Regions from separate parts of the Danio rerio genome. Here region 2 is linked to region 1. A link is a contact called in public Hi-C data. All regions are on one chromosome and are shown on one strand. The core of a region is the stretch at or near the end of the contact, and the rest is flanking DNA. Distances in the headings are between cores, read along the strand shown.

Evidence for each region. A called contact is a pair of places that touch in the nucleus more often than the background predicts.
Region 2: a Hi-C map of gastrula embryo shows a contact between it and region 1, with 3 times the contacts expected there. The contact joins two enhancer-like sites. A contact is called at or near these places in 3 of 18 Hi-C or Micro-C datasets (embryo, gastrula embryo and an unstated tissue).

The regions. Positions count from the first base shown.
Region 1 is chr19:16,963,368-16,967,117 of GRCz12tu, forward strand. No RefSeq gene overlaps it. Among named protein-coding and RNA genes, the nearest start is that of cited4a, 49 kb to the right of the region's middle. Within about 2 kb of position 1,869, at least 49 of the 62 cell types and tissues checked have an H3K27ac peak or open chromatin away from gene starts, as enhancers often do.
Region 2 is chr19:17,053,190-17,056,939 of GRCz12tu, forward strand. No RefSeq gene overlaps it. Among named protein-coding and RNA genes, the nearest start is that of cited4a, 41 kb to the left of the region's middle. Within about 2 kb of position 1,977, at least 42 of the 62 cell types and tissues checked have an H3K27ac peak or open chromatin away from gene starts, as enhancers often do.

The DNA.
Region 1 (3,750 bases), core at 619-3,118:
TGATTTGTAATTACTGTGATTACACGTCGGCATCCATCAGCCTGTCATTGAGCAGAGTAAAGAGGGTTGACCATGTCAGTCCACTAGATGGTGACAGAGACAGCATGATATTTCCTACAATTTTTCGGGCAACGCGGTGGTGCAGTAGATAATGCTGTCGCCTCACAGCAAGAAGGTCGCTGGTTCGAGCCTTAGCTGGGTCAGTTGGTGATTCTGTGTGGGGTTTGCATGTTCTCTCCGCTTTTGAGTGGGTTTTCTTCTGAGTGCTCCAGTTTCCCTCAAAGTCCAAAGACATGGTGAATTGGGTAGGATAAATTGTCCGTAGTTTATGAATGTGTATGGAAGATTCCCAGAGATGGGTTGCAGCTGGAAGGGCATCCGCTGCGTGAAACATATGCTGGATAATTTAGTGCTTCATTCTGCTGAGGCAACCCCAGATTAATAAAGGGACTAAGCCGAAAAGAAAATGAATGTATGAATGAAACAATGTTTACACAGAGTGTCATGGACCTTTTTTGGCTTTTTATACTGGGAAATGTCTTTAGACTGATAGCATGTCTTACAATTTGAGCAAAGTCACCTGTTTTGTCATTACTTTAGACCTTATGCTAAAGAATCATTCAAACGCTAGCTCTGAAGTGACGTTGGTGAAGTAGCAATGGTTTCTGAAGTTCTGACGTTAGCTGCAGATGTAAATGAATGGCAGAAAGTAAGTAGTTCCTCATACAAATGAATTTTTAGAGTTCCATGTTTGATTTTCCTTTTTATATACATGATTATGCCATTTATCTGTTGTATAACAGCAATATCACACTCATAGAAGTGTGATATGGCTGTATATCATCACTGGTGGGGCACTAAGGCATTGCTGATATACAGCCATATCGCAAAATATTGCATAATCTGCCAATCGGGTAAGCAAAATAATCTCATCACAAAATAATCTTATCACAAATGCTTACCCCATTGGCAGATTATTTAGCTTGATTTGAGGAAAAACTCACTTCATTTTGGCATATTATTTCTTAAATCAAGACAATATGTTTTGCTTGTCTAGAAAATGCTTCTTGGTTTAAGAATTTGTATATATTTGGACTAGAAACAAGACAAAAAATCTAAGTAAGAAAAGCATTTTTTTACGAGTATACGAGTGTGATATTGCTCATTTGATGTATGTCAAATGAAAAGCATCCACAATTCTGGCTGTGTCTGGCAACTTAAAAAAATAAATAAATACTGGGAAAGGTTTAATACATCTATTAAAAAAAAAAAAAATATATATATATATATATATATATATATATATATATATATATATATATATATATATATATATATATATATATATATATATATATATATATATTTACACAATATAAATTTACACATTTAGTAATACTATGGTAAATTAATATTTTAATTAACATAGTCACAGTGCACACTTGTGTTATGGTGTTACCATATAGCATAAATATACCATGGTCCCACCAACATATCTTCTGAAGGCTTAGAAATGAGAGTGGTAATCAAAAAAATAAATAAATAAATTAAATAACTCAGTTATTTTATGTCACTTATTTTATTTTCTGTTCTTTTTGTAGAAATAGAAAATCTTTGGAGTAACAGCAATACCAGTATATTGTGTGTGTGTGTGTGTGTGTATTTGTGGACTTGTAATGGGAAAATGTGCTTCTACTGTGGAGGCGTATTTACAGTAGTGTTTATGTAGGGGTGTATATGTATATACTTGAGCCTCATGAGTAACGCAGCTGTATTCTCTGAGCACGCACACATTTGCATGGCTGAGTCAGCATGCTTGCTTGCATCATAAATTCCCCGCTCTGTCATTGGCCGCCGATATGACTCACAGCTTGGCTGCGTGGGAGGCACACAATACCTGCGGACTTCAACACACTTGAATGTGTGTGAGAGAGTGTGGAGTTACCTCTGGGGGTTTGTGCGCTGGTTCGCTTTCCCAGACAGTGAGTGGGTGATGGCCTTTGGGAAAAGATGGGAGCTGTACCTCAGAAGCAAAGGGTGCAGGGAATGAGTCACACTGGCACTTCAGGACTCCCCCACGATTCCTTAGTCGTCCATTACACTCCATTCAACACTCAGTTGGATTAACTGTGTTAATAGCATGGTCTTCTCACACTGTGTTATGCAATGATGAACTAATTTAAATTGTTTAATTTAGGATCAGGGATGACTCTATGGTTTTCATGGTTTTATTTCTTTATTGCAGTATTTCACTGTTACATGCACTGGTGTGACATTAAGGACTGAATAAAAAATACATATATATATATATATATATATATATATATATATATATATATATATATATATATATATATATATATATATATATATATATATATATATATATACAAGAGTGACACATTCCTTTAAGCCCCTATTATTGGTTTTTAAAAATGACCATCCATGTATTTTGTAACAGCACAAATTAAATGAAAACATCCAGGTTTATATCTGAAAAGCTATTGATTCTTTAACGAAATAGTCGACTCAGAGTTAAATAAATGAATCCTGTTGGCTTCAGATTTTTTACTTGATGCATCAACGTCGATATGGTACATCACAAAATATGAAGTGCCGGATCCGGTAAAATGTCAACGCACCTTTACCTTCAGACACTAGGAGAGCATGGTGGATCACAGGACTTATCATGACTAGAAGATGATGATCTCTGACAGATGGAGATTCGGCTGCGCAGAATAAAGTGTTAGACTTAATTTTCACAACAATACCACAGTGTAGCCAACCTAGTGCTATGTTTGTTCCTGTGAATTTTATGATTTTTGAAACAATAACCTATGTTCCAATGAGGGACTTATCGGCCATTTGCTATACAAGGAAGGGACAGCAGAAACTTTTATGTATGGGACTTTGTCAGACTTTGACAGGCTATTTCTCAGTAACTGTTACATGGACCAGTTTCTTCTTCCTCCTGATCATAACACAGGGTATATGCAGGAATCCTAAAGGAAATTTCAATACCTAAGACTTTTGAAAGACTATCTTAGAATATTTTAAGACTCATTGCCACTTCAAGTTCTAATCACTATCAAACCTGTAACTTAATTAACAGCTGCTAATAAACAAATGAATGCAGCACAACCGTGCAACAAAACTTAGATACGCTCAGAAGATTTAAACCTTAAAAGAATAAACTACTTGGTTGTTTTCAGTGACAGGATTCAGCCACTGTTACCATACCAGGAGTATGCAAACTTGCATTATCCCAATTTGCTGTCTGCTTTGCTCTATGGCAGGGCTATTCAATTAGTTTGTCTTAGGGGCCAGTTCTTGAAAAGCATTCCAAATGAGGGGCTGGAGAGATATGACTTGCAATATGAGTGATGACATGTAAGAGCCCATATGTTGTGTTTTTGCTCACAAGACACCCAAGTTGTACATTTCTACAATAAAATATATTGTATTTTGAAACTACATAACATCACTGCATTGTACAATGTGGCTTTTTTAATTTTTTTTACAAACATTCAAGTGTTGTATTTCAAAGCACAACAAAAGCAGTGCATTGCTTAAGTAGGCTTCTTCCACATTCAAACACATTCATGTTTTGGTAGGTTTTTAACTGCATTACAATTAGAGATGCAACAATTATAGATTTTGTTTGTATGATTATATAGTCTGAAGAATAATCATGGTTACAGGTATCACATTTAAGCTTTATATTAGGTAAGTATTTAAATAAACTATTGT
Region 2 (3,750 bases), core at 727-3,226, 90 kb after region 1:
AACCAATATAGCAGTCATCAAACGTTGCTTTGTTTTGCTTGGAAAGTAATATAACTAACCAAAACCAAAGTTTATAGGATTGTGTTCTCTAGAAACATTTAAGGTGGTAGACTAGACTAGTACAAATTTGACCTGTTTTTAACACTCCTCAATGCCCACAATGTCCAAAATGGCTACTTTGATGCTCTTGTAGACAGCAGTTTTGAATGTATGATAAGTGCAGCACTGCGTTGTTTACAGCGGTAACCCAGGAAACACTATATCATTGTTATTCATAAGTGCCACTTGCTGGCAAAGAGAAAATTTGCATCTCTTTAATGTTAAATGCCAATAGTTTACAAAGACATGCAACTTGTATGTTATTGCTAAATTGTATGTTATTGCTACTGTATAATGGCTTTACAAACCATTATACAGTCTGATCTAGATTAAAAACTGCTCGTGGCATGTCATTCATTCATTCATTTATTCATTTTCTTTTCGGCTTAGTCCCTTTATTAATCTGGGGTCGCCACAGCGGAATGAACCACCAACTTATCCAGCATATGTTTTACACAGCGGATGCCCTTGCAGCTGCAACCCATCTCTGGGAAACATCCATACACACTCATAGACTACGGACAATTTAGCCTATTAACAGTTCCAGAAAGCAGGTAAGACAAAAACAGAATCCAAAAAATAAAATTAACAAATTAATACAGAGTGAGAATGTGGTAAAATCTGTAAACATGTTAAAAACCAGGGGAGGGCTTTTCTTTTTCTGGATTGCTTTTATAAATTGTTGGTTGGATTTAGGAAAGTGGGTAGACAGGTCAATCAATACAATTGGTTGGGTTTAGGGAAGGAGGAGGGTGGGTCAGCCGATCTGTCAGTCAGTCATTCAGCCTGTCAAACAGTCAGTCGACAGCGGCCTCTTGTGGGTTTATGTGAGAACAGCAGGTGTAAAAAAAAAAAAAAAAAGTAACTCCTCGGACGTATCCAGAAATGTACATAGAGGTACTTTTTCCGAATGAGCCTGGGTTGGTTATATTTCTGTTTCAGAAAGAAACATGCTGCAATAATCTAATAAAAGGACACTTTTCATTTACTACATAAGTGTTTTAGTTACATTCCTATACTTATTGGGCCTATACTAATTAATTCCATTACATCACTGGGCAACAATAAAAATAAAAATAATAAAAATAATGTATTTGTAGACCCTGTCAACATTTATCATTTGACCATTCTAAATTTTATTTGCACATTATTCACATAACATAAGTGCTAGTCATTGTTTTAATCTGCTTTCATCAAATGCAAAACACATTTCCATGAGTGGTAAATATCCCAGAAACTAAGACATTCATTTTCACAGCACAAACTGCATCAATGTGTAATTCAGTTTACTGATTCAGAGTGGAAGTAAAACATCAGAATACTTCCAAAATGTTAACTTGTGGAGATTTTTTGAGCAGCACACTGTATCTGTGTATGTCCGAGTCCATGCACACTTTGATCAGTGCAGTAATAATGCAATGAGGTGTTTTACAAGTGCAATCAAAATCAGCATATGCCACATAACTTAATTGTGGCTAATATGATTATGAATGCTTAATAACATTCGTTTAACCAAAGTACTGTCCTTACATGAAGTTACATATAATCATAATATTGACAAAATTATTTTATAAGTGCATTATAAAGTAAGAGTGCATGTAAAAACACTCAATGTGACAGGGACTTTAGTATCATGACACGTCAAGAACTTTGATGTTACATCTCATTCAATCACTGTGCCATAAATGTCTGGCATTATATGGGTGAAGACAGAAGATGAGCCCTCAGTTTTCCAATAAGTGATGAAACGAGTGACGTAACAGACAATGAAACACGTTACATGTCACATTGAGGTCCAATGTTCAACTGCTGGAGCAAGCTTGGTTTTCCCAGTCCTCCCTCTCTCTCTTTGTCTGTCTCTCTGTGTCTTTGGCTGAGTCACTCTGGCCACTGCTGCTTAGGAACGAGCGGATTCTTAACGGTGTCTCCATGGCGACCCTGTGGGGAAGGTCACAGTCTGCGGGGTTGGGAATGTTTGAAGGTCTGTTGGAAACACACGCCAGCAAAGAGTGGCTGATCTTTGGCCTGTCTGCTTGTTTTAGGACTCTGCTCTTTAACTCATTGGCTGTCTGTTTACACAAATGTTCCTTACAGTAATTGTTTTCTATCAGTTACCTGAATTTTGGAGCTTGTTACTCTGTCGTACTTGTGAAATGACAGATTCGATTGCGACCTAGTCAGAAAAGTCAACAGAAATCTAATTTTATTGTCTTGTGAAATAAGACAATCTTGTGAACTCCCTATCAAATGTAGGTTACAGTCTGAGAAAGAGACTCTAAGCCCTGTGAATTTAAAATATCTATCTATCTATCTATCTATCTATCTATCTATCTATCTATCTATCTATCTATCTATCTATCTATCTATCTATCTATCTATCTATCTATCTATCTATCTATCTGTCTATCTGTCTATTTTATTTATTCATTCATTCATTTTCTTGTTGGTTTAGTCCCTTTATTAATTCGGGGTTGCCACAGCAGAATGAACCGCCATCTTATCTAGCAGGTTTTTACGCAGCGGATGCCCTTCCAGCCGCAACCCATCTCTGGGAAACACACACACACACACACACACACACAACACACACAACACACTATGGACAATTTAGCCAACCCAATTCACCTGTACCGCATGTCTTTGGACTGGGGGAAACCGGAGCACCCGGAGGAAACCCACGCGTATGCAGGGAGAACATGCAAACTCCTCACAGAAATGCCATTTGAGCCTAGGTTCGAACCAGCGACCCAAGACCTTCTTGCTGTGAGGCGACAGCACTACCTACTGCGCCTCTACGTCGCCCTATTTTATTTATGTCCAGCAAGTTTTTTTTTTTTTAGTTTTTTATTTATTACGTTTCATTTATTTACGATTGCTTTAAAATGTATAGCTGCTTAACTTGGCACTTTTATTGGTTTAAAGATTATTTCTTATTGTGAATATTGATTAGAAATATTTGACTGCATGTCACTGCACAGCAAACGACTGAAACAATATAACTAGAGAAATCTTCACTGTGCTGCTGAGTGAGAGAGCGCTTCTCACTGAACAGCGCAGCAGCGATGACGTAAGCATGCCGAGGCCCATGGGCCGTCGGGGTAGACGGGAGGGGGGACAAGCGTGCTTTGGCCCGGTTCGAGGCAACTGTACCTACGGCCTCAAATTTGGTACGGTATGGTTCGCTGCTAAGTACCCTTTGATAGTGAAAACGGCCAAAAGAGCGTACCGAACCGAACCGTACTATACCGTACCGAACCGAACCGTACTATATCGTACCACTCAGTGGAAACAAGCCATTAGATGGATGGATGGATGGATGGATGGATCCCAATGGATCCAAACTGATGGAAGTTGTCACTTTAGAATGATAAGATTCTATCTGACATTTTTTGCCAAAATTGAGTTATTGACATTATTATTAAATAACAACTTTTTTGAATTTTTTGATTTTGTTTGTTTGATTTTTTTATTTGTTTGAAGTTGTTTACATTTTAAGACTTAAAAAAATGTTACACACATACTGTTTGATATGGAATGCAAAAACTTAGCTCAATATCTCAAAATCATTCAAAACGCAGATAGAACCTTATAATTCAAAGGTGACAAAAGTGTGGAGCTGAGTCAATCCAACTTAATATGCTTTTCAGGGGG